2 separate regions of the Rattus norvegicus genome follow, and region 2 is linked to region 1. Evidence: chromatin contacts called from public Hi-C data. All regions are on one chromosome and are shown on one strand. Each heading gives the region's core, a stretch centred on a gene start, on an enhancer-like site or on the middle of the called end of the contact. The rest is flanking DNA. Distances are from core to core; before and after follow the strand shown.

Region 1 (6,251 bases), core at 1,009-3,508:
TTTAGATCAGGCTGGCCTTGAACTCAGAGATCCACTTGCCTCTGTCTCCTCCCAAGTGCAGGGATTAAAGGTGTGTGCTACCACACTTAGTGTGTGACTTTTTAAAAAAAAAATGAATATGGTAGTTTAGGCTAAAACAAACACATGGGAAGTTCATACTCATCCTGTGCTCCCCTACATGCTATCTCATATGAAAGGTACTGACAACTTCAAGGTCTTGGTTGGCTGTTAAATTGGTGAACTCCAATAAACTAGTCTTTCGGTATTCATAGAACTTCCCACACTTGCTATGGGCTTGGACATGACTTGCTTTGACCAGTGCAGCAATCAGAAAGCTTGATAACCATTTGCTGATGGGTCCTGTCCTGTTTTGAACCCACCTTCCAGAAGCTTGAGAGGCTCCAGAAGATGAGATATCATTTTGAAGGTGTTCCCAGCTGATTAAAGCCCCATGTGTAACCTCAGCTTACATCACATTGGTCCAGATGAGCTTGGTTAATTTACATAATTGTATAAAATAATAAGCCATTGTTATTCTAAGCCACCACACCTTGGGATGGAGGATTATGTTGCAATAGGTAACTGAAACAGAGGTCATTTAACCTAACCTCATTACGCTACTGACTGTCCCAAACCCAGAAAGGGAGGAGAGTTTGGGGAAATCCAGACAGCAAGGTATTGGCAGTAACTCTAATTCTGGGCTTTTCCCAGGTGTTTTTCTTTCAATCTCTTGGTGAAAGCCACTAGATAAAGATTCTAACATTTCAGACTCTAACTGCAGGGAATTTATACTGTGGTTTAGATGCATACAGATTACTGTAATGCCTTGCTTGCTCTTTGGAAATGGGAAGAGTTCTAAGTCATCCACTTTACAGGGGCAAAGAATTGAAACACACTTGAGAAGCAGGAAAGCTTCTCAAGTCACTGCTACTGTGAAGTGGGTTGGGTACAATGAGCCAGGCCCTCGAGATACACGATAATAGCCAGAGCTTGGTTTCTACAGCCAGATCTCCAGTAAAACATAAACAACTTCACAGACCATTAACATTAGACAAGGCCACAGAACGGCCTTATCTTATGGATCAAGACAAAAACAAGACCACTCCATAATTACTCGTGAACACAGATAAAACATGAACATTGTCTAAGCCCCTGACACACGGCTACAAGAGGCTGTCATCAATTACTGGATTAGTTTCAATCTAATATAACTTCCCATAGATAAGGTGTCCAACCTTATTACCCCCACTTCCTGGCAGTATGCGCTCCAGAGCCCCTTCAAATCCTTTTCTACATTACCTAATGTCTCTTACTGAGACGTCCATGATTCATCGTGGTGCATGTTCTCTTCTAGTTCAGCTAAAATAAACCCACCTTGTTTAACTACAGCGTATTCCTGGGGGTTTTTGGTTTGAGGGTACTGACAACTTGGAGGGCACACAGAGTTAAGAGGAAGAGTTCACTGGAAGTCTCTAGATGTGTTTCTTCACAGCATTTCTAACTCTTGGTGAATGTCTGCTGTCTTCCCATTAGAATTAAGCTTCACGAGAACAGAGGTCTCGCCTGTCATTTCCAGAGCTTAGGGCAGTACTAGTAGCAACGGAATGCTTAAAAATGTCTTCAAAATGATCAGCTTCTTTCTCATGGCTCAGCTACTTCCAGTGTAGCAGCTCTCCATACATCTGTTTCCCAACTCAAGCCTCCAAACTTTTCCTCTTGAGATGTCCATCTTCCCTTGGTTGGATCTTCGGGCTCACAGACCCCTCCCACACCTCCTGGTGCAACCTCGGACCCACCTGTCTCCACCATCTGTCCCTACCAAGTGTAATACACCGGGCGGCCGCGCAAGCACCTAGACGACCAGTGGGCACTGCAGACAACTACTGCGCATGTGCGGAAATCGGTCGCACCGCAAAGATCTCAGACAAGTGAGGAGTTGCCTCGGAGTTTCCGTCCGGGTCCGGGCAGCCACCCGCTGCCAGGAAGTCTGGAACGACCAACCGGAAGGAGACCGCGCGCGCGAGGATTTCTGGGACAAGTAGTCGCGGCGCTCGCGAGGCCCTATCCCGAGCAAGTCCTAGATACTCCAGATCTGCATGTCCCCGCACTCCCAGCCCTGCCCTCCCCTAGGTGCTCTCTCCCGTGGCGGAACCCTGGCAGAGTGGCCCGACGGCTTCTTGTTCCCATAAGGCTTAGCGATCCGCCGCGGTTGTTGGGAGTTGTAGTCTTCGCCGTGCGTCCTGCGTCCGCCGAGGGGGAGGGCGGAGCTGCCGGCGGCCCGGGCGGGCTGGCAGCTAGAGTGGGTGCCAGAGCTGCCTCCGCCGCCGCCGCTGCCACCGCCTCCTCCGCCCGGGCCGTTCGCTGCTGAGCGGAGAGAGCGAGGCGGGGCCGCCGGGGCCGCCATGGAGCCCGACTCGGTGATTGAAGACAAGACCATCGAGCTCATGGTGAGTGCGGCCCGCTGGCCTTCAGTTCTTCCGGCCGGCCGGCGGCCCGGGGGCCTGCCCACCTCGGCGTCCGCGCCAGGCCAGCCCTCGTTCCCCGTCGCCTGGGCCCGGCCGGCCCCCTGCTACGGCTCGCTGCTGACGCCTCGCGCTCTTGGGCCGGCCCGGCCTCCGCTCCCCGCGAACTCCCCCACCCCCTCCCCGCTCCTTGCCGGGCTCCGACCAGTCTCGGGCGCCCCTGCCTCGCTCCTGCCGGAGCCACCGCTCACTCTCGCCTTGCCATCACACTGTCTTTTTAGAAGGGGATTTCTTTTTCCCTTCCCTGGATTCCTCTGCCAGGCCTGCATCGCGCTTCCCAGCCCCGCTCAAGCCGAGGGTGATGGTGGTGGGAGGTTGTCCGAGACCAGTTGGAGCCGCTTCGGCCTCCGTAACCTAGGCTTAGGGGGTGGGGTGGCGGTGGGTCTCAGCACCCTCACCCCAAGCTACCGCTGTGTGGATGCCAGGATAGGCCCTTCAGGACTGGGATGTTGGGCATGCCCACGAGTCTGAGGCTGTAGGGGATAAGGGGCCTCTTTTCCGAGCCCCTGCGGTGTCAGGCTTCTTGGACAAAGGGTTTCCTACCCTGCCGTGAAGGATGTTTGTATAGCAGGGCCCTAGGTACTCAGAATTCCATCCCCCAGAAAAGGAAAACCATAACTTTATCATTTGGGAAATGAGAGGGGAGGGAGAAGAGGTCGCCTTCATCACTGCCACCCTCTTTTCTTTTAATAATAAAAAGCGGGACGGTGTGTGTGTGGGGGTGTTCTTGACCCACCGAGAAGCAGCGATCCCTTTACTGTTAGAAACCCTTGGTAGCCAGGTTGGTCAGGTCTTCCCGGACACCCCTAACCCATTTCTGACCTCAGACTTGGTGCTAGAAAGGTTTTTGGAAACAGGGCTGTGAGTGAATGGCTGGGAAAGTGAAGGATTTGCTTATTGGTGGAAGAAATAAAGTATGGCTGGTAGTACCTGCCAGTTTGAACGTGAGGGAAATCAAACTGGGCCCAGGAGAGTTGGGGACATAAGAAAGGCTTCTTCCTGTGAAAACCTTGACAGTTTCTTTGTATCTCTACTAATATCGTAACAACTAGTATCTGCCGCACAGTACTGAGGAAAGGTGAACGATCTACTGAACTTAGCAATGTGTTTTCCTCGTCAGAGTTTCTCCAGTGTGAAATGCTTATTGAGTCAGTGATTCCACTGGGTAGGGTTGGTGACATCAGAGCCACTTCCCCCATTTAGTGCTATAAATAATAAATGGTGATACTGAAAGTCTGTTGGATAGCCCATGGTTTTTGTGGATGATGTTGTCCAGGGAGCTAAGGTACACGTTTAAAATGGAAGTAATAGTAGCATAACTACAGAGTCTCATGTCTGCTGGACTCAGCACAATGTGCAGAACTGGATGGTTGAAAAATCAAACCTGGAAGTTTCTGGGGTGTGTGTGTGTGTGTGTGTGTGTGTGTGTGTGTGTGTGTGTTCACAGGGATTCTGTCACTTTATCTTCAGGTTCTGAGGACCTTTTTTCTTTTTCAGCATCCAATTGTCGGTTGTAACAGTTTGGGAAACTTTAGTAGTCCGTTATTTTGACAAAATGTCTTTAAAACGTGCCTTATGTATTAATGTGAATTCACACGTGCACCACAGTGGGCCTGTGGAGGTCAGAGGACCATGTTGTAAAGATTCTCTTCTGCTTTTACCTGGGTTCTGGGACTTGAACTCATTTCGTTCTGCATGTATGATCACGTGTCTTTGGTTGAGCCATCCTGATGACCTCTTTTTTGGCAAAGTGTCAAAGTATCTTCATGTATGAAGATACATGTTCCATCTTCTTAAAGACAAAACAGTATATCTGCTTTCATAATGACCAGTGCTTCATATGAAACATATTCACTTAAAACAACCAAAATGTCTTCTTTTTCAGGAGAGTTAGAAGAAATACAGTGTAATTAACCTCAGGCATGGTCTTTTAGCATATGACTAAAGAAATATTCTGGCCCACACTTACTGGTTTTCTAAGCTTATAACTGTTTTGTTTTGAGTAACTGTTAAGGTGCTGGGGTGCACCTTAGTGGTAGAGCACATGCTTCCTTAGTGTCCATAAAATCCTCATGGCTGGGTTAGACTGTGTGATATTGTTTGCCCTTACATTGAAGAGATGTCACCTAATGAAGACATAAAAGGGATTTAATGTAGGATTCTTAGAAATGTAATAAAAAAATGTGCCAGGCATGGTGGCACATGCTTTTAATCCCAGTTCTCAGGAAGCAGAGACAGGTGAATCTCTGTGAGTTAGTCAGCCTGGTCTACAAAGTGAGTTCCAGGACAACCAGAACTACACAGAGAAACCCTGTCTCTCAAAACCTAAACAAATAAATGAAATCCCCCAAACCAACCAAAACAAAGACCAAACAAACAAAAAAACCACAACCAACCAAAAGTCAGTCTCAAACCCCCTAAAGATTGTAGTGCCGAGGCCTGCATTGCTGGATCTGATTTACTGTCTATGCGTATGGCTCGTTGCTTGAGTCATTTATAAGGTGTGCAGCTACAGTTTTTCCAAATCGTTGGTACCTGTTTCTCACTATGATCAGTTTCAATTATAGTCAACATACCCTACTGTGTTATATTTTAAAATACTACTTTGAGAATGACTTCGTGTTGGTTGTGGAATACCAGTACACTACACCTGTTTATTATAGTATACACTTTGCTTCTGTCCCTAGCAATCCTAGGGGATAGTTGGAGGAGAAAGATGGTGGGTGACAGCGGAATAGTTAAGTTTAAAAATCCAGGTGTCCCCTTGGTGACTACTTGAGGCCTGGACTACCAAAGGTGCGTCTGTGTCTAGGACTCTTAACAGAAACCTCATATGGGCTCTCTGTCTCCCCACTTTCCTCCTTTGTCTGCTCTGTCCTCTCTTTACTCCTCCCTTTCCTTATCGTTCTCCCTCCTTTTTCTTCTTCTTAACATGTTCTCTTTTTCTCCAGCTCCCTGTCCTCTTGCAGGGACTCTTGTAGCCCAGGATGGCCTGGAACTTTGTAGCTGAAGCTGGTCTTCAATCTCCTTTCCTCTACCTCCCAGGTGCTGGGATTATGGTGCCACCATCCTCTTGAATGAACTCTTGAAAGAGACAATGACTTTATAGTTGCTGATAGTGAATAATTTAATTGTCTTGTGGCTTTCATGGGCCAACTTTGTGGACCTGTGTTCTAAACGTTTCTGCAACAATCAGCTTTATTATGAGTGAGCTAGAACAGTGAGCTAAACAGTGACCCTTTTTGGAAATATTCAGAGCTCACCAGGCTGTGTGTCTGGTTGGTCGGATTTCAGTGGAAAGAATGCAAACTTCATTCATTATGCATCGCACTGAGGTGGGAGCATGAGTTGATGTACAGGTATTCCTTAGGAAGCTGCAGATTGACAGACAGGTGGCCAGTTCCTCCCTGAGAGGACAGCAAAAAGCTGCAACAGTTTAAGAACACAGGCCAACAGTCAAAGATGCTAGCCACCAAGCCTAACTACCTAAGTTTCATTCCCTAGGACTCACATAGAGGAAGAAGAAATCTCTGGAAAGCTACCCCATTCCATCAAATAAGTAAATGTATTTTAAAGAAGTTTAAGGATGATAATTCTGCCTCATGAACGTGAACAAAACTGGCCTATTTACACTTGTACTGAGTTATTGGCTGTGTAACATTCCCCTCTGCTAAGAGACCTTAAGTGAGTCACTTCCTTCTTGCTTTCAGCTCCTAAGTGGATGAAGTA
Region 2 (5,912 bases), core at 1,477-3,976, 520 kb after region 1:
GGTATATAGCACATAATATTTTTAAAGATTCTATTTAAGGTAGCAGAAAAAGATGTTTCCTGTACTTTAAGAACAGAGATCAAACCTTTCTAGATACACACCATCAAGTAGAGCTAAGACATGCTTTACAAAGTCCAAACTGGAAGTCTAGAAAGAGCCTCACTGATCATAGGGTTAACCTGATGACCAGTGCTTGATCCAAAGGACCCATGTGGTATAGAGAAAAAAGGCTAGGCAAATTACATTGTCTCACCTGGACATGCATGCCATGGCATATGTGTCTATACACAAATGCTTAAAAAATAAAGCTAGCCTATACTGAAATGAGCAATACAGACTAAAAGGAAAAACCACCTACCTACTAGGTGCTGTCCACTTATGTGCACAGGCCCAGAACCACACTTCAACCTCAAGACCACAGGTGGTGTAATTTCGAAGCCCCCAAGGGAAACCTAAAAATAAGCAACTTTAGTTTTACACCAGGCATCACCAGCAAGTTATACAAAAACAATCAAACAAACCTATTTAGAATAGCAGCAGAAATAATCTTGGTGACAAGATATATCTCTGCTGAGACATCTTTGTGTAACCTAAATGACACTGTCTTAAAAGATCTGCACCATAAAATCCAAAACTTAGCAATGTACTTACTGTTGGTTGTACAGACATTTTCAAAGTTGCCAGTGTTACTTTAATTGGGCTGCCTTCATAGTTCATTGCTTCTGCCTCTACGATGTGCAACTCATCTTTTGCCCCTGCTCCTAAACTGACCTGTGAATAAAAGATTAAATTAACCTTTCACCACTATTGATGGAAAATTAATCCCATAATTAGAACTAGAAATCCACAGAAACAAACTGTTCCTCTGAAATACAACCTAATAAATGAATAAAGCTGGCAGATTAAAAGGCACCTATCAAGAGTGACCAAGCTATCCAAAATTACAAGTGATAAAATTCCCTATCTTTTCAGGGATTAAATTCCTAGCTTATCAGTAATTACTAAGATGCTGAAAGTTTTTTTAAATACTAAGTAGTTTCAAAGTTTACATACCGTTCTTAATGATAACTGGTGCTCATTTTCATCATTATCCACTTTAAAGTGATAATCTTTGTCAGCCTTTAGTTCACAACCTGTAAAACAAAAGAAAGCAAACCTAGCAAGGAGGCATACATCAAAATCCAAAGACTTAAAAATTCTGTGAAAGCAATGTAAGTGAAACCCATAGTTTTCATTCTTATAGTACTAACTACATCAAGACTACATTGCCAGTTTTCACAGTATACTTAACGACTTAAATAAAACTGGAAACTAAACTACTTGGCTGAGGCTAAACACAATATATATTTCCTTCTATTTCAAAAACCCCAACAAACCCAATTATGTTCTGAAGAGAAGTATTGCAAATGAGAATGTTTACACATCACCAGTAGGAACAGCTTTGAATGGCTTAAGCATGCCTTCATGATCAGCATATAAGAACACCTACCTCTCTTTCAAGTAGCATAGGGAAATTGCTATAAATACTAGACTCATTTAACAAATCTCAGTACTGTTAATAAGTTAAACTTGAGTCCTTGAAAATCAAACTGACGTTCTTTTAAAACACATATTGAGTGGGGCATCAAGTCTTCAGGTGAGAACCCCCAAAAGCCTTGATGCCAAAGTGAACCCTCGTTCTGCTCAACTGGTCCTTCCCTCTCCCCATCCCAGCCAAAAGAACCAGTTCTAGATGAAGACAAGTGGATTCAGGGGTACTCCAAGTCACATGCACCATCAGTACAGTCCTCTGCAACGTGGGACTGACTCCGCCTACCATAGGCAGAAATGGGTTTATCACTGTGGATATAGATAGACATGAACAAAGACCTTTCAAACCCGGGCGTCATCGCGGACTGAAATAAGTATTTCCTGCCCAGCACTCTTAACTAAGCCACAGGACCCCAAAGGTGAAGGTTGGCAAGAGTCGTAGAGCCCGGATGTAGAGCCCACACCCCCTCCCTAACCCCCAACCACGTGGCAACCACGTGCTCCTAAGGGTTGCGGCCCCTCCGCCTTAGGGCGCCTGCTCGGACCAGTCCCCGTTACTGGCCGAACCCCTCGGACGCCACCGGGCACCGGAGACGCGACCCCTGGACAACCCAACGAGCTGCACATGTACCCTCCCAACAGTGTGAGGTAGGCCTCGCCTCACTCCACAGGCCCCTTTTTCCCGTGCTACCTCCCGTGGCTCAACATTGGGAAAAAAATTCACACGGAGGCAGTCCGTGCGGGCACTCTCGCACCGGAGTAGATGGTCCCCGTATGCCAAGTTCGCGCCACAAGCAAGGTCGCACCCTCGGCCGACCGCTTCTCTAACGCCCGAGGCTCGAGGCTGGGCCGCTCCCGCCCCATGTTACCGCGGTTCTCCTAGCCTTCGGGTCACAGATTTTTCCTTAAGGCCTCCGCAGCCCAGGTGATTCCTCCCCGGCCTCCGGCCTCCACCCCTGCCGCGTTCCCCACACGCCAGGCCTCGGTTGGACTCCCGCCCCCCCCACAACCGGGCCCTGCGCAAGCTCTCCCTTCCAGTCAGTTACCGAAAAGGTAGTTCTGAGGCCTAAGAGGGCTCATGTCCATGTCCATCGAGTCTTCCATGAGGTGGAGGCGCGCACTTGAGTGTGAGAGAAGCCGGACGGAAAACAACTGCCTACTGTTCCGCAGAACAGACACGCAGGACGGAATCACGCCAAGGAAAGGACGCGGGCTCGCCGCACGTATATATGGCCGCAGGAGATCTCGCGAGATCCATTCTAGTCCCGCCTCCGCGAGCATCCTCCGGATCCCTCCCACTTCCCGCACCGTCGCGCTTTTGCGCAAGCGCTCTTCAACCCCACGCCTCTCTACCTCGCCCCCCACCTCCTCCAGGTGCTTGGCGGGCTATTACTGCGCATGCGCGTTCGTCCCTGGCCCCCGCCCTTCCACCATGGTCGCCAAGCGCAGGCGCTTTTTCTCTTTGTGGCCTCGCTCAGGGCCTACACGGCTTCCACGTCTCTTCTACTGGTGCTCGCGGGCGCAGTGCCGAGAGGGTATGCAGCCCACCCTAAAAGATGGCGGCTGCGAGTAGCGAACCACAGAACGACTCTCTTCGCTTTTCTCCGCCCTTCTGTTTCCCGTAGGCCTGGAAAAGGCACAATCACCTCAGGATTTGACTTGCTCGAAGGCTTGCTCCTAGCTCATCCTCTTCTCGTAGAGGCAGAGTGGATGGGTCATGAAGTACAAAGATAGGCTACTAACCCCGTAGCCATGCTTTTGTGCCTCTTTTCTGAGGCTGCATCTTCAAATTGGAAATGATCAGCCTTACGTCATTTGGGGACCAAAGAGTCCCCAAGTCAGTCGCCTCCAAAGAGCATCTTTCTAAAAACTTTAGGGCGTGCAGAACTGAGAAAACGCAGGCCCTCTTTGTCATTCCAAAGAAAGGGGTATGGCTTTTTAAGAAATTCATGATCTTTAATACGAATCTTTGTGTGGGAACTAGTGCTTCTGACTGGATCCTGACAAACATCATTGAACAGCATTGGACGCTATTTGAGAGCGGCCCTAATCTTTTTTTTTTTTTTTTCCGGGACTGGGGACCGAACCCAGGACCTTGCGCCTCCTAGGCAAGCACTCTACCACTTAGCCAAATCCCCAACCCCCGGTCCTAATCTTTTTAACTCAACATAGCTAAGCCAATTTTAAGGATTTGGGGGAGGGATGTAGGTGATGTTCTTACACTCTCTTCACTCCGCCGAGCTATAATGTGCGTGAGCCCATTATTAGTCAAATCGTAAACTTGGAGAAATCAGTATCAATAATGTGAATGGGACCCAATGCATTTCACTTTGCAACTATCAGAGAAAATCCTGAAACTTAGAAGAATTGTGTGTGTAAAAGACCAGATAGACTGGGTGTCGGGTGGGAACGCACGGATGAACAGAATTTGACCATCCAAATGACCAGAAGGTGCGGGATACTCCTTGAGCTTGTGCAGGTCAAACTGCTTGATGTTTCTGGATTCTGAATCTTATTTAAATGCAGCTCATACTGGTTTAATCCCAGCACTCAGGAGGCAGAGGCCTAGGTCCTAGAAGATCTAGGAGTTCAAGGCCAGCGATCTACAGAGCAAGTTCCAGAACAGCCAGGACTACACAGAGACTCAGCTTTCTGCCTCCCCAACTTCATGTTCTTTGCTGTCTCTGCATGATACCACATGCACAATGAGTAGGAGTTGTGTAGTATTACCTTACGACAAAATAAGCACTATCTTGGGGCTGGGGATTTAGCTCAGTGGTAGAGCGCTTACCTAGGAAGCACAAGGCCCTGGGTTCGGTCCCCAGCTCCGAAAAAAAGAACCAAAAAAAAAAATAAATAAATAAGCACTATCTTAAAAATAAAAAAGATTTATTATATGTAAGTACACTGTAGCAGTCTTCAGATACACCAGAAGAGGGCATCATATTCCATTACAGATGGTTGTGAGCCACCACGTGGTTGTTGGGAATTGAACTCAGGACCTCTGGAAGAGCTGTCAGTGCTCTTAAACACGGAGCCATCTCTCCAGCCTGAACTATCCTTTTTTCATGATTCCAGGCTTTTATTGTTAGTTTTTCACATGCTTTAAAACATAAAAATAGAATCCTATGGCCAATGCCCAGTTTCAACAGTCGTTGCCATATACACAGAACATGGTGTTTAACATCTTCCCATCTGCACATCTGGGTGCAGGCAGGGCAGAGTCCTTGTGGATGCCAAAGACAACTATACAACTGTATTTCATACTGCACCACGTGACTTCAGAAATATGAGAAAAAATGCCCAGATTCACATTGATTAGACCATTCAATACAATATACATGTCCCCAAGTGTGTCATACATCACAGATAGATGTACTTTATATCAATTAAAAATAAATTGAAGGGGGCCGGAGAGATGGCTCAGAGGTTAAGAGCACTGACTGCTCTTCCAGAGGTCCTGAGTTCAATTCCCAGCAACCACATGGTGGCTCACAACCATCTGTAATGGGATCTGACACCCTCTTCTGATGTGTCTGAAGACAGCTACAGTGTACTCACATAACTAAAATAAATAAAGTACAAAAAAATAAATAAATAAATTGAAGGGGCTGGAGCGATGGCTCAGCGGTTAAGAGCACTGACTGTTCTTCCTGAGGTCCTGAGTTCAAATCCCAGCAACCACATGGTGGCTCACAACCATCTGTAATGAGATCTGATGCCCTCTTCTGATGTGTCTGAAGACAGCTACAGTGTACTCATCTATAATAAATAAATAAAATATTTAAAAAATTGAAAAGAAACATTTTTCCCCATGAACTTCTGGGTATATCTGTAGACAGTAGCCATGTAGGTGTACTGTAATAGGAAAAGAAAGGCTAAGTCATTTGAGAAATCTACATTTAACATCTAAAGAGCCTGCACACACCTTTAATCCCAGCACTCAAAAGGCAGAGGCAGGCGGATCTCTCAGTTTGAGGAAAGCCTGGTCTACAGGGTGAGTTCCAAGGCTAGTTAGACGACCCTGTCAACAAACAAACAAACAAACAAACAAATATGATTTCCCCCCCAAGAAACTTCCAAACTATTTTCAAAAGGTGTCCTCCTTTGCCCTTGCTCCGCCCCCATCTCCCTTTGCCCTGCCCCCAGAGCATCTGAGAGCAGCATCCTCACCAACAGTCTCCTTCTAGAAAGGCTACTGGTCATGTGGTGCATCTTAGGGTTTTAATTAACATTTCTTTGATTACGAATTTCAGTGAGTATCTTTTCCCGTGCTTTTTTTCTGTCTGTATAGCCCTCTAAAATATGTGTACGTACGCGCGCGCATGCGTGCGTGCTCGTGCCCCGGTGCTTGTGCGCGTATGTTCGTGGGACGTGGGACG

The links. A called contact is a pair of places that touch in the nucleus more often than the background predicts.
Region 2: a Hi-C map of prefrontal cortex shows a contact between it and region 1, with 5 times the contacts expected there. The contact joins the promoter of Npm1 here to the promoter of Fbxw11 in region 1. A contact is called at or near these places in 4 of 12 Hi-C or Micro-C datasets (Schwann cells, frontal cortex, mammary epithelial cells and 1 more) and 1 of 1 datasets of contacts at active chromatin or transcription factors (oligodendrocytes).

What each region holds. Positions count from the first base shown.
Region 1 is chr10:17,734,939-17,741,189 of GRCr8, forward strand. It overlaps Fbxw11 (F-box and WD repeat domain containing 11), which reads left to right and starts at 2,259. Exons shown (of 14, transcript NM_001395595.2): 1 at 2,259-2,447. The coding sequence starts at 2,403. It overlaps LOC120095062 (a long non-coding RNA gene), which reads right to left and starts at 1,668. Exons shown (of 2, transcript XR_005490110.2): 1 at 1,375-1,668.
Region 2 is chr10:18,253,015-18,258,926 of GRCr8, forward strand. It overlaps Npm1 (nucleophosmin 1), which reads right to left and starts at 2,727. Exons shown (of 11, transcript NM_012992.4): 1 at 2,577-2,727; 2 at 1,054-1,133; 3 at 652-771; 4 at 359-452. The coding sequence starts at 2,634. It overlaps LOC102546482 (a long non-coding RNA gene), which reads left to right and starts at 2,027. Exons shown (of 3, transcript XR_357493.5): 1 at 2,027-2,178.